3 separate regions of the Mus musculus genome follow, and all the other regions are linked to region 1. A link is a contact called in public promoter capture Hi-C data. All regions are on one chromosome and are shown on one strand. Each heading gives the region's core, a stretch centred on a gene start, on an enhancer-like site or on the middle of the called end of the contact. The rest is flanking DNA. Distances are from core to core; before and after follow the strand shown.

Region 1 (4,540 bases), core at 1,000-3,499:
ACTGAACCCCTGTCTTCTAGAAGAGGCTGAGCCATCTCTCTAGCCCAGCATGCTAAATTTAAAAGCCCCACAGTCTACAGCTCACATCTGTTTATTAGAGAAGACTGGGCACCAATGTGTTTATTTGTACAGAAAGCTAGCAATCCAGTAATTGCAAATAAACAGGGACCAAAGACATGGTCCCATGGGAAAAATTACTAACCACACAACCGCACAAGCCTAACAACTCAAGTTCTGTCCTTGGAACCAATGTAAAAAGGCAGATATGGTGGTATGAACCTGGAATATTAACACTTTTCCTGTGAGATGGGAGGCAGACACAAAAGTAGCCCCTGGAAGCTTAGCTGACAGCCAGACTAAGATACACAGCAGCACAGTACAAGACAGACCCCGCCTCGGCAAGGTGCAAGGAGCAAATGATTTCTGAAAATTGCCCTGTGACCTCCACATGGCATGGCATGTGACACTCTCTTCCCATAAATAAATCTTTTTAAAAGTACAAAAAGAAAGAAAGAAAGAAAGAAGGAAAGAAAAAGAAAGAAAAAAAAGAAAAGAAAGAAAGAAAAGAAAAGAAGAGAAGAGAATAAAAAAGGCTTTTGTTTTTTCTCCAGGCACTTGAAGAGAGAAGGGTGAGACTCTGAGCCATCCATTGTCATTAGAGAACAAGCCAGTGAACAATGCAGTGACCACTGAGTTGCATTTGTGTGCAGCCAACAGAAGGAACACAGCTACTATGTGGCATTTGAAGTCAAGATTACAGTTTCTGCCACTGGAGCCCCCTCTTTAGCCTTGGTTTCACTTTTCACTCTGAGGCAAGGTCTCAATAAATTGCCCATGCTGGCCTTGAACTCACTCTGCTGCCCGTGGGTACCCTGCACTTGATTTCCCCACCCCGGTCGCCACATTGGCCACACCACTAGGCCTGGTTTTCCCACTGTGTTCATTCTTTATGATTTATGTTTCAGGCCTTTGCTTGTTCTCTAGATAGCTTTTAAAGATGGGGCTTGCTCTGCCTAGGCTGCACAGCCTCCTTAGTAGCTGGGGCTGCAGGTGTGCATTTATCTGAGCTAAGGCAGTGTAACATTCTCAAGTTCTCAGGTCAGAGTCTTGCATGATATCCATGCAAGAGAGAGGCCCAGCTTAGCCCGGCTCAGTCCAGCCCATTCACAGCCCCAGTAAATGGACCATTGCTCCAGTTTCTGCCTCTGTTGTATCACATTGCCCACCCCCATCCCCTTTTCCTTTACCGTCCAGATTCTGTCTGCTTCCTTGTTTTCTTTTGTGTAAAACCCCAGGGTATTCCACACACAACATCAGCTCCACAATAAACCCACGGGTCTCCAGGACCAGGGGCTCCTTTCTGTAGCCATATCGATCCCCCCTGGATGAGTTACTTTAGAGGGCTCTCATTTTTTCTTGGGTACCTACTACGTGTCAGGTTTTGTTAAATCTTTGACCATTGTCTTTTTATTGCAAAATAACCCTGAGAAATGGCATTTATTTATTTATTTATTTATTTATTTATTTATTTATTTTTACTGCTGTTGCTCGCCTGCTTTTTCAGATTATCAGTCATTAAAGGAGGAGGGTGACTCCTGAGTTTGGCAGACCTGCAATAACAAAAGCTACTACTCAGTATAGGAGTCCAAGAAGTTTCTTACAGTTGGTTCTCTGAACAAGGTGAAGTAGGCTCTGTGTTTGTTAGGGGCAGCTTCTGGCTGGGCTAGGAGCTGGCTAGCCGGCTAGCTGGCTAGCTCTCTGAGATTTTTTTTTTTTTTTTTAAATAAAGATCCGGATGCAATTCTATTCTTATGACTTAATCACTGTGGAGGCCAGTACTCTTAATACTTAGGATTTTAACATATGCATTTGGAGCATAAACATCCAGGTGACATGAGGCATCAAGGGAAGGGAAGAAAGGCAGAGACAGGTGTTGGGATTCAAGTGACTGACCGTACAAAGGTCAAATGTAGACATCTAACAAGGAGCCTCATGCCCAGCTGCTAGAATTGGAGCCAGTCAGTTTTCACAGCCAGTTAGCCCCAGGCTCTTGGCTTATCCGTTCTGGTGACTTAGAAGAGGCAACCACAGGGTTACGTTTTGTCTCGAACAACTTAGAGAAGGAAGCAGCAAGTGTGTATGTGTGTCTGTGGGTGCGCGTCTGTGTGTGTATGTGTGTGTATGCGCGCGCGCACGCGTGTCTGTGCTTGGAGAGAGTATATATGTTTCTGATTTTAAGCTCCCGGCTCTCTGACATCAGAGTGGGTTCCCATATCAGGGTGGTGAGGCATTGAGAGAAGCATCCTGGGCGGGTGTGTGCGTGTCGGCGTGCCTTGCGTGGAACAGAGATTGCTGCACCCAGCGCCAGGCACTGGAGGAGGAGGAATCCGTAGCAGAGATCTGAATAATTGATTCTTCAGCAGCACCAGACGCCCGGGAGCGGGCGGAGAGCGTGGTTTCAGCACCAAGGTTGCGCGCCACCGCAAGCTCCCCCCGTCACCAGCCAGACACCTAGGTCGGCCTTGTTCCGCTGCCGCCGTGCGCTCCAGAAGAGGGTGGCCGCGCTCCGCGTCGCCGCCTAGGGACTGCGGGGTCTGCCTTGGCCCGCCTCCGGGGTGGGCGGCTGCAGGCGGACCAGAGCTCCAAACAACGTCGGATTGCGCGGGGGTTGCTGCGTTGCGTCTCGCTGGCTGAGAACAAGTCCTAAGTTGCTGTGGTGGGCGCCTCTGCTTTCCTCTATCCTCCTAGGCGACCGCAGCAGAAGCGTGCCCTAGGATCCTGGCTTCTCCAGTGTTGTGAACCGCGGTGGCCAGGCTCTTTCCTGGGCTCCCGCTGACCAAGTGAGGAACCGAACGCCCAGCTCGGAGCTGGCCCTTCAGCGAAAGGGCCAGGAGGGAGCTGCGGTCCTCTGCCTGCGCCCTTCTCCGCCAGGGACCGCGGGGATCCCCGGCCACACGCGCGCGCGCGCTCCCACACTCACTCACACACACACACTCACACACTCACGCACGCCAAGCAGGAGCAGGACTGCGGAGAGGGTGTCCAGGCGCGCTCAGAGGACCTGGCAGCCGCTGTCCGGAGTGGAGCATAAAGCTGAGCCAGGGCTCTAGGAGAGAGGCTCCTGGGGTGCTGTGCCTGAGCATGGGGCCGGATGAGCTCTGAGAGTCGCGGCGGCAGCAATCAGCCCTGGAGATGACCAGGGGTGGCCACTGCTGAGAACTATGTGGAGAGAGGCTGCGGTGAGTGCTGGCGCGGGACGCCGAGCCTGGGAGGGCCCTGTGAGAAGCTGGTGGGGGGAAGGTATGGATAGGAGGGGGCGGCAGGACGCACAAGAGGGTCGCTACGTGGGAGTGATCACACCTCCCTCGGGGATCCGGGACCGCGGGAGCCCGCGTCCTTCCCTCCCCCTCTTCTCCTCCCGGCTCATAGCAAACTCAGCCAGCGCCCCCTCCTTTCCTGCCCCCCACCCCCCACCCCAGGCTCAGCAGCTCCTGGTCGCACAACTCCCAGTAGCCGGGCGCCGAGGTGGTGGTAGGGGGTGAGGGTGGAGGTTCCCACTAAGCTTCTCGTGGGTGGCCAACCTGGGGCTTCCACTCTCCGGTGCGTCCCTGAAAGGAGCTCTGGTTATCAGCCACAGGAAGTGAAGACCCGCACCGAGGGTGTCATAGGCACCAAGCTCCAGCTCCCTCTCTGGTCGAGCCCCCAGGGTGCATAAGGGGGCTGTGAGCACTGCAGACTGCATCCCTCCCCCCACCTTCCCTTAGCACTGGTGGGCTGACCCTGCCTCTCCATCTCTCCTCCGCCCCGGTTAGAGCCCTGCTGCAGAGCCTCCGGCTGGGATAGCCGCCCCCCGTGGGGGTGATGCGGACAGCGCGGGACAGCCAGGGGAGCACGCAGGGGCCGCAGCATGCGGGAACCCGCTAAACCTGGTGGCTGCTGAGGCGGCCGAGATGCTCGTGCGCGCAGCACGCCCCATTGCATCCTCCACCTTCTCCGGCTACAGGTACGTCCTAGTTGGTGATACGGACTTCCCGGGCCTGGGAGGATATAGGCTCAACCGGTGAAGAGAGAGGAGAGGGTTCAGTAGGGAGATGGGGGGAAAAGAGCGAGGGAGAGAAAACTGGAGAGGGAGAGCCCAATGGCGAGGCGTTGGAGGAGCACCAGGTGGCGCTGCGGCCCTGCACTCCACCTTGCTCACCCTAAAAAGCCAAGGCTGGAGTTTGCCCCAACTTCCCCCGGGGTGCAACAACACCCGAGCCGAAGGGCGCGCGCTTGTACACGCGTGCACGACCGTACAGGCATTTTCAGGCAAGCACTGTTGTGCACCTGGCACAGTGCTTGTGTGCACACCGTCTGAGGACGTTTGAAGGCTCCAGCTGGCCGTGGGCATCTCTAAGGCGGCCTGGGGATATGCGCAGAAAAGCGCGCGTGTCTGTTAGCGTGTGCAGCCCACTGCCCACGTGCATCTAAGATTTGGCTCCAGGGTCTGCAGTGGAAAGACTGAGGAGGGGATGCACACTCCTCATCTATCTGAGAGCTT
Region 2 (4,540 bases), core at 564-3,063, 42 kb after region 1:
GGTCTTTGTAGGGTGGGGAATCCCGTCCTCTGGTTCTGTGGTGAAGTGAGCTTGTAAACAGTGAGTGTGGCTGTCTGTCTGTCCAAGGAAACTACTGAAGGCTCAGCCAGACTCTTCCTGCTTCACTAATGCTAAAATAATAGACTTGGCTTGTTTTAAGTCATAAGTTTGTAGGCAACATCAGCCTGTTAAATGTCAGATCTTATGCTACTCTCTCGATGTGTCTAATTATTTCTGTGTTCTTCTATGAGGCAGGTGTTATATTCCTATAGCATGGTGGTATGGAAGCCAAGACACTGAAAGTTCAATTGGCTTGCTGCAGCTGGTTCTCATAGCTTCAGACTAGGTCTTAAAGGAAGGGGGTGGGGTGGTGTAGGGAAAGAGGTAGCTTAGAAAGCCATGGACAGATGTATCTCAGTGTGGGGTTTGCAGATGACATGGTGAGGTAGTGGGAAGTGGACTCATTGTTGCTTAATGGTACTGGGGCTTTATTGAACCATTCAGAAACCAGTCGCAGCTGGCTAAAGTTTGTCTCTGTAACTCTTACTGCTCATGTTTTTGGATCAGCTATTTCACCGCTCTGGATCCTACCTGTCTCACCTATAAGTGGGGAGCAGAGCAGCATCTTTCTCCTAGAGATACGATGCTTCAGTGTAGTGGTTAAGTATTTTACCGGGGCAAAATGTTGAGGGTAGTACCTGACACCTAAAAAATGCTCATAAGACACTCTTCTGTAGGCTTATAGCACCCAGTGCTTTCCTACTTCAGCCTTGGCGTGTTTGAGGCTTCCCAGAAGCCCAGAACCTCTCTGGGGCATTAGGGTCCCCACCAACTCTCTCATTTATGGCTATACTTTGAACATACTAAACCCAAAGAGCCTGGGGTGGTAACCTGGACCTCACAGTCAGGCTCCTTCAGATCCCTGGCTTCCCTAGCTGTGTCTCCTGGGTTACTTTGTTTTCTTTTTGTTAGCAAACACACCCTAGGGGAGGCGTGGACACCGGATTTGGAGGGATGAGTTGGGCTACTTAGCATCTCCATGGCCCTCCCCACACAATCCACTGTGCATGCTGTTTCCTGGCCTCATTAAAACCAGCTCCCCACCAGCCTCCGTGGTTGTTTAATATTTATTGATCTTCTGCAGCTTGCAAGCTGGTCAGTCGGAGTGTTCAGGCACCTTGTTCCTCGCTTCTCAATGGGCTCCTGATGCTCTCTCCTTTCCAGTTGAGATCTTGGAGCCTTGACTTTTCCTAGTCGCCTTTATAATGAAGTCCCAGCCATGGAGGCGCAGTAGCTGAGCTTCCGTTGCATTTGCCTCCCAAGGAATAGGGCACTGTTTTTTTATTTTATTTTTTATTTATATACCTGTCTATTTGCTCCTTTTCCTTCTTTCCACCTTCATTCCCACACTTCAGAAACACTGGGTGGGGGCAGGAGGCCAGGACTAGTCTGTAGCCCCCTGTGCTAATGGTGACTGCATTAGCACAATGCCTTTCATTCCCGAGCAGTTTGCTTTCCTGAGGATCTGCCTGAGCAACGTGGCTCTTGAACCTAAGTAAGGAAGGCTAGGCAGTGGGTGGCTGGGGATGGGAAGCTGGAGAAAGAAGGGGAGAGAAAGTCCCTCGGGTTAGATTCCTGTTACTCAATATTGTTGAATCGTATCTTCAGCATTCCATCATGTGATATTTGGATGCTGGGAGGGGAGTTAAATATAGAATTCCTCCTTTTGGCATTTTGGAAGGTTTATATAATGTCCTGTTCCTTTTTGACAGCAGGGAGAAAGTGAATAGGTTGCTCAGAAGATTGGTTTGGGTCTAGAGCGTCATTCAAAGCAAGGTCTACTCAGCAGCCTGACCCATCTGCCTACTCAGGGGTGCTCTGTGAATCATGTTTGCAAAGGCGCAGGTGCCCTTTTGAGCCTAAGGATCGGCTCAGCTCAGAAATTCTATTAATTCTGTGATTCTACAAGTAGCCTTCACAAGAGTGGGCGCTGGAAATAGATCAGCTGTGTGGCAGGCTCTGAGTCTGCCTGGTTTGCTGATTTGATTCCTCCCCCAACTCTTCCCCGAGCAGGGCTTCACGATGTTGCTTGCGTTGTCATTTGAACTCTGGTATCCTAAGGACACCAGTGTTCAAACTGTTTCAACCATTCCCCAGCCATGTGACCTAGAGTTTATCTTCCATGAGTCTCATTTTATCTTTAATTTGTCTTTGGATCCTTGTCTCCTTCTTCCTTTCCTCTTAGCAAATGACCCTGCTTTTTACTTTCCTCTTCAAACTGCAGATCCAGGAACCTTACGTTCATCAGTTGTTTTAAACTGAGGATTGAACCCAGAGCATTGCACTCCATCATTGGGTTACATCACAAGCCCTTACATTTTTAAAATTTAATTAATTGTTTTTTGGGACACAGGTTCTCATAACCTAAGAAAGCTCAAACTTCCTATATACTGGAGAATAACTTGAATTTCTGATCCTCCTGCCTTTACTTCCTTGGTGCTGGGATTACAGGTATACTTCATAAACTAGGTATGGTCGTACCTATTTTATAAAGAGGATTGAACCCAGGGCTTCATGGATTTTACCAAGTGGGCTATACCCCCACCCCTTAACAAGGTCTTGTTAGGTTGCCCAGGTTGATCTTGGATTTTCTTTGCAGCCCAGATTGGCCTTATACTTGCCATGCCCCTGCCTCAGCCTCCAGAATAGTTGGAATTATAGGTTTGGGCCATTAGGTCCGACTCCCTAGGACTAATGCAAGTTCTGCCTTTGTCTCTGTCTGCTTGCCCCCCCCCCCCGCCCCCCTCTCTCTGCACCAGCAAGTGCTGCTAGCTCTACTTTCACAACATACCTAGGAACCATTTCTCCATCTTTGATGCAACTGCTCCTGAAAGCCACTGTCAGCAAGAGCAGTGTCAACCTCAACCTCACTGGTCTGCATCCACTTTGATGTTTTGCCTTCAGTTTGTGGTCCAGCTGCCCAAATGATTAACAACAGCACCACAAATCACAGCTCCAACCTTCATTAATCCTTATTAAAGTCTTCCTTTCCATTTCACTAAGAAGTAAAATCCATTACTTGTTGGGATCTGAGAGGCTTGACATGATCTTTGGCTCATATTTTAGACCTTTTCTCACCTCCCACCCCCATTCCCCATGGGACACCAACGCAGGGTCTTTCCACTTGCTGTTTCCTCTGCCTGGGAACTTTTATCATCATCTTCATTTTAAAGTTAATTTGAAGCTAGCATGCAAAGTAATGGATTTCATTAAGGCATCTTCATACATATATGTTCTCATATGTCTTTGTCATTAATTTCCCTCTATTGGACTTTTCTGTGTCTCTTCCCTCCCCCAGCTCCTTCCCTGACTCAGCTGCTGCGCTATTACATATATTCCATCATCTTCTCTGTTTCTACTGTTTCATTTCTATAGTGTCACGACCTCCCTCCCTCCCCCTCTCTATATATACACATGTGCACATACAATTGTATTTTATATGTACATATAGAAACATACACACATGTAACTATTTTATTTTGAAATTTTCGACACAACATATTTTGATCCCATTCTTTTCTGTTCCAACTTCTTCCAGATACTCCCTCTACCAGCTCAACTTAATGTTTTCTCTCTCTCTTAAAAACAAACAACCCCAAACCAAAACAATAACAAAAATGTGCGCACACACCACACTGTTTTGTGGTGGCCAGCTACTGTGTTTGCTGGAACAGTTGAATGTGGTTGATGTACCCAGTGTCACTGCATTGAAGAAAGCTCATTTGCCTTCTCCCAGCAGGGATCACTTGTAAATGGCTTTTTGGGTAGAGATGGGAGTTGGTGCTCACTTCCATTTCTCATGCTGGGTTTGTTTGGTCTGACCTTGTGCAGGTCTTGTGCATTCCATCACAGTCTCTGTGAGTTCATAACACATGCAATTTTAATGTAGGTTCTGCAGAGGAGAGGAAGCTTTTGTTGTTTATCTTTCTGTCTGGAGCTGCCTTCTCTGGACCATCTTGCTCTTTGAGTTGCATCTCTAGCATTATTGCCTATGATAGGCATTTTTTCATGTATACATGTCTGTGGGGTATGTGTGTTAACATGTATACATGAGAAGGTCCAAGAGGGGCATCAGGCATTTTCCTCAGTTTTTCTCCACTGTGGTTACTGAGGCAGACTATCTCATTGAACCCAGAGGTCACCATAGGGCTGTTCCAGCAGTCCCAGGTTTCACCTGCTTCAGGGCTTGTAGTTGGACTGTCATACCTCCTGGGGATTATGTGGTTTCCAGGGATGCAAGCTCTCGTCCTCACCCTTGCCGCTTTCATAGCTGTAACCACTGAGCCATCTCCATAGTCCACAGATTCTCCAAGTTCAAGTTGCTGCCTCCCCACTGTGGTCACATCCATTGGCTCCTCTCCTTCCACAGCTCTGTCTGAGCATGATTTCCTTAATGATTTTATCTGCGTGATGGCAGAGCATGTGCTCTTTGAAAGAGACGGATTTGTCTTCCTTACCCCTGTATCCTAAGAAGGGTGTA
Region 3 (4,540 bases), core at 1,134-3,633, 38 kb before region 1:
ACACTAAAAATGGGATTCCACAGTTCTGGGAAATATCCCAGGAGAAATGGGGAAGGACAGGAGGGCTGAGGAGGAACCGTGGCTATGATGTTTCCTGACTCAGCACAAACCTTCAGTCAAGTGGGAAGGCCAAGGAAAGTGAGAGTGGTCAGAGATTGGGTTCGTAAACTGAGTGATTGGTGCTGCAGAGCCTAGCCTCTCAGTTCATGGCTTCCCTGAGCTCAGAAGTGTTCCTTTCACATCTGTAAATCTGCCTTGCTTCACTTACTTCCTGCTTCCTCATCTGTGAGGCTAAAAGGAGGTGCAGAGCAGCTGCCCACGGCCAGAGAGAAATGCTCGGGAAGCTACACAGATTCTTGGCAGCCCAATCCACTCCATTCCTTTCAGGCTAGACAGTGCTCTCAGGGAACATTTCTCCTTCCCTCACTTTCGCACCCTTGATCCTTGCCCTGTGCTCATTAGCCTGCACCATTTGGGAGCCCCAGACAGGCTAGATTATTTACTGCATTGGGTGGTCCAAAATGGAATACCCTCTGTGTAGGTATGTGCCTGTGTGTGTGTGTGTGTGTGTGTGTGTGTGTGTGTGTGTGTGTGTATTTATGCATGTATGTTTGTATGCATGCATATACCATGTGCTACTGTGTTCATCTGTGTGCGGAGGCCAGGGGTCAGCCTTAACAGTTCTTCCTCACGAGCTCCCCACCTTATTATTATTATTTTTTTGATATAGGATCTCCCACTCAGATCTGGGGCTTATCAATTAAGCTAGACTGGCTGGCTAGGGAGTTGCAAGGACCCTGCCTCCATCTCGTCAGCACTAACATCACATGCATTTGCCACAATGCCCAGCTTTTATGTGGGGATTGAGCTCTGGTCCTCATGTTTGCAAGGCTAGCTCTTTACTTATTAAGGCACCTGCCCAACTTTTAACCCTACCCCAATCCTCTATCAGAGAAGTAGCTGATGCCTTTTTTTTTTTTTTTTTTTTTGCTGGAAAGTGGGGCCCAAGTGAGGTGCTCACCTTGTCTTGTTGATTCTTATAGCTGTTCTCCGTGCTGAGGTCTCCTAACACACAGTTCTCTGAGGAAATGGAGGCCTAGGCTGTACCATTTTCTATAACTGGACTTCAGTCCTTGGCCACTCTGTGTGCACTTCTTGAACAGATGCTGAAGGGGCTGCCTCCAGTTTCTTCTTGTAGTTTCAATGAAGAAGACTGGTACTTGGTCATCTTACTGACTGGCTTGGTATGGAGGAGGTGCCAGCTTTAAGCGTAGGAAAATGACAACCAAAGTAACAGTTGTAACTACTGTGCTCTGAGTGACCTCTATTCCCACTGGACAGATGAGGGAGCCTGGGACCAGAGCGGTGGAGGTGTGGGCAGCAGGGTTGGAACTCAGGTTATTTGATTGCAAAGCTCACAAGATTGCTGCTAGCATTTATTGGGTACTGTCTTCAGGGTGGTCAGGAACAAGGATCAAACAGTTTGTTTTCCTTTCCCTTCCCTCTTTTCCCTTCCTTCCCCCGACCTCTCCCTGCTTCTCTTTTGAGGCAGGGTCCTATGCAGTACAAGCTGGTCTCGAACTTACTATGTAGCTAAGCATGACTTTGAACTCCCGATCCTCCTGCTTCCTACTTTCTGAGTTCTGGAATTACAGGCATGCGGTTGCATGCCTGGTTTATGCAGTGCTGAGGATGGAACCCAGGCGTCAGGCATACTAGGCAAATGCTCTGCCAACTGACCAATGTGCCCCAACCCCAGCTGTTTTATTGATGTTGAAGTGTGTGCTCTGACTCGGTGATGCACCAGGCAATATTGTTAGCCATCTTGACACAGGGAGCAAGAAGGGGCTATGGTCACAAGTGACTCTCATAAGCTCTGGGCTGTGAAAGTGATAAAGGAACTAGAGCTGTTTGAACCAAGTGTAACCAGCATATTCCTTAGAAGGAAACACATTGGCAGGGCCCTGGACCCACCACCAGCTTACTTCCACCCTCAAACTTAAGTATAGTCACTTTCAGGGTAGGGAAACTGAGGCCAGGAGAAATATCCAAAAGTCTAAGATCCCACCACTATTTATGGTATCCCAGGGAGAGACCCTCTGTCCCCTGGTGCTCTGCAACACACACACATAGGAGACTGCCTACCTACAAGTCAGGAGCTTCCGGGGAGATTCCGGGACCCATGGCTCCTCTCCCCACCCCTGCCATGACTGTAGTCTGCTCCCCCTCAGTTCTGCTCTGTGACTAAGAGAACTCCTGAGGCCCCATTTCTGTGAGGCCCTATTTCTGCCCAGCCCCCAGCCACCCCCTTGCTTTGGGAGCCCCCAGGCTTGTGAGCCATGGTTCCTAAGACAAGCAGGGCCGTGGGTGGGGTATGTGGGATAATTATAATCTTGGATGGCTTGACTCTGAGGCTGAGAGGCAGGGAGGCAGTTACTCCTGCAGGCTCAGGGAGTTGAGTCTGAGTCAGAAACCAGATTCCCCCAGCCCCTCCCCTTGAGGGTCTGGACCAGCGGTCTTATCTTGCCCATCTACCCTCTGGCCTGTGGTATGTTAGTTTCATCATGCTTGGCAAGGTTTTCTGAGATGCTGGCTACTTACTGATGCCTGTACTGATGCCTGGGCATAGAGATTTTGGGGTGTAGATGGGGCAGAGCTGGCAGGGCCTAGAGTGGTTAGCTCATCCTGTCAGCCAAGCTCTAACTTGGAGTCACCATTAGCTGCAGCACAGCCTTCCCCACATCCTTGGAACATGTTGTGCTTTCCTTTCCTCATCTGAGAGGCGATTATGATAAACATAACGTTCTCTTGTAAGATAAAGGAGGAAACGCCCCATTGAACTTCACTACCTTGAAGTATGTTAGGTTGTTGCTGTTGTGGTTGACATTTTAACGCTATTCAAGAGATGCAAGGGCCACTCTGGAAATCCTCACCACCCAGTCAGGGGACAGCAAGGGATTTTATCCCATATGGCAATGCCTGATTGACAGAAACTGCTTCGAGCACTGTATCAGGTAAAAGGAAGCTAGACCTGCTGATGCAGGCCTGTCTTTCTGGCTACTAGGAAGGTTGAAGCAGGAGGATTGCAAGTTAAGAGCTGTCTGGGCTATGAAGTGAGTTCAAGACTAGCCTGCATAACCAAGTGACATTGTATCAAAGTAAAGACTTAAAGGAGGGCTAGGGAATATAAGGACGTGGCAGAGCTCTTGCCCAGTGTGCGCCAGGCACTAGATTCAGTCCTCAACATTTCAAAAAGGGTCGAAAGAAAGAGGAAGGAAGGAAGAAAGAGAGGATAGAAGAAAGGAAGGAATGAGGAAAGGAAGAAAGGAAGAAAGGAAGGAAGAAAGGAAGAAAGGAAGGAAGGAAGAAAGAAAGAAAGAAAGAAAGAAAGAAAGAAGGAAAGAAAGAAAGAAGGAAAGAAAGAAGGAAGGAAAGAAAGAAGGAAGGAAAGAAACAAAGATTGATTGATTCTGAGCTTTGCTCTAGACTCACAGGAAAAGGAGCAGTGGTCATTTGCATCATGTTCTGGAGGAGAGAGAGGGGGAACCTGCTGTCTCCTGTCTTGAATTCAAGTTAGCTGTAGAGAGGAAACAGGGTGGAGAGGAACAAGGTGAGAGGGCATGGCAGAAATGATGGAGGCAGTTGGACTCAGCATGTCAGGCCCCCAGGCTCATGCTACAGGCACAGCTGTCCTATGGTAATCTGTCAGCATCCAGGGGATAAGGATGACTGTCACAACAGAATGACAGGAATTTTCCAGAAGTTGCAAATATATGTCCTGACTCTCATGCTGCAGGTTCTGCAGCTCTGGGCAGGCAAATCCCCAGACCTTGATTTCCCAGTCTGTTCTCATTTGCTTTCTATTGCTGTGATAAATACTGTGATCAAAAGTAACTAGGAGAGAGTTTATTTTATCTTTCAGCTTGATCCAGTTCACCAGGGGAAGTCAAGGCAGGAACTGAAGCAGATGCCATGGGGGAGTATTGTTCACTGGCTTGCTTCTCATGCTTTCTCTGTCTGCTTTCTCATAGAACCCAGGACCATCTGGCCAGGGGCAGCACAGCCCACATGGAACTGGGCCCTCCCCCATCAATCATTAACCAAAATGTGCTCATAGGCCATTTGGATGGAGGCAATTTTTCAATTGAGGTTTCTCTTTTCCAGATGACTCTAGCTTGTGTCAAGTTGTCAAAAAATTAAGCATCACACTATGTGAACCTCCATGCCACCTTGAATTTGGGTGAGAATTAAAGGAACTCATAGAGATGGAGAACTAGATTCAGCAAAGAAGCAGTCAACAGAAGGACCAGGCAATCTGTATCATGAGAGAAAATATTTGCGAAGCATGTCGTCAATCCTTGGTATTTTCTGGTTCCACAAACGTGAACTCAATAAACCTTGGATTGAAAATTGAGAATGTATGGATTTTTTATAACTATTCTTTAAATAATACAACTATTTATATTTTATTTACTTTGTGTTAGGAATTAAAAGTAACCCAGAGATTTTTTCTTATTAGATATTTTCTTTATTTACATTT

Evidence for each region. Promoter capture Hi-C pulls out the DNA fragments that hold promoters and counts their contacts.
Region 2: a contact with region 1 is called in a promoter capture Hi-C map of hippocampal neurons, with 2.2 times the contacts expected there. The contact joins the enhancer-like site here to the promoter of Grin2a in region 1. A contact is called at or near these places in 3 of 39 promoter capture datasets (embryonic stem cells, hippocampal neurons and liver), 3 of 484 Hi-C or Micro-C datasets (cerebral cortex, embryonic stem cells and nephron progenitors), 1 of 115 datasets of contacts at active chromatin or transcription factors (embryonic stem cells) and 2 of 9 other capture datasets (liver and pancreatic islet).
Region 3: a promoter capture Hi-C map of hippocampal neurons shows a contact between it and region 1, with 4 times the contacts expected there. The contact joins the enhancer-like site here to the promoter of Grin2a in region 1. A contact is called at or near these places in 1 of 39 promoter capture datasets (hippocampal neurons), 2 of 484 Hi-C or Micro-C datasets (cerebral cortex and cortical neurons), 1 of 115 datasets of contacts at active chromatin or transcription factors (embryonic stem cells) and 2 of 9 other capture datasets (adipose tissue and liver).

The regions. Positions count from the first base shown.
Region 1 is chr16:9,993,522-9,998,061 of GRCm38.p6, reverse strand. Grin2a (glutamate receptor, ionotropic, NMDA2A (epsilon 1)) reads left to right here and starts at 2,249. Exons shown (of 14, transcript NM_008170.4): 1 at 2,249-3,239; 2 at 3,813-4,003. It overlaps Gm30668 (a long non-coding RNA gene), which reads left to right. Exons shown (of 3, transcript XR_384651.2): 3 at 612-853.
Region 2 is chr16:9,950,919-9,955,458 of GRCm38.p6, reverse strand. All of the region lies in intron 3 of Grin2a (glutamate receptor, ionotropic, NMDA2A (epsilon 1)), which reads left to right. Among named protein-coding and RNA genes, the nearest start is that of Grin2a, 43 kb to the left of the region's middle. Within about 2 kb of position 1,813, at least 14 of the 459 cell types and tissues checked have an H3K27ac peak or open chromatin away from gene starts, as enhancers often do. A contact at or near this core is called in cerebral cortex and hippocampal neurons, where this site is marked.
Region 3 is chr16:10,031,569-10,036,108 of GRCm38.p6, reverse strand. No RefSeq gene overlaps it. Among named protein-coding and RNA genes, the nearest start is that of Gm30668, 28 kb to the right of the region's middle. Within about 2 kb of position 2,383, at least 13 of the 459 cell types and tissues checked have an H3K27ac peak or open chromatin away from gene starts, as enhancers often do. A contact at or near this core is called in cerebral cortex and hippocampal neurons, where this site is marked.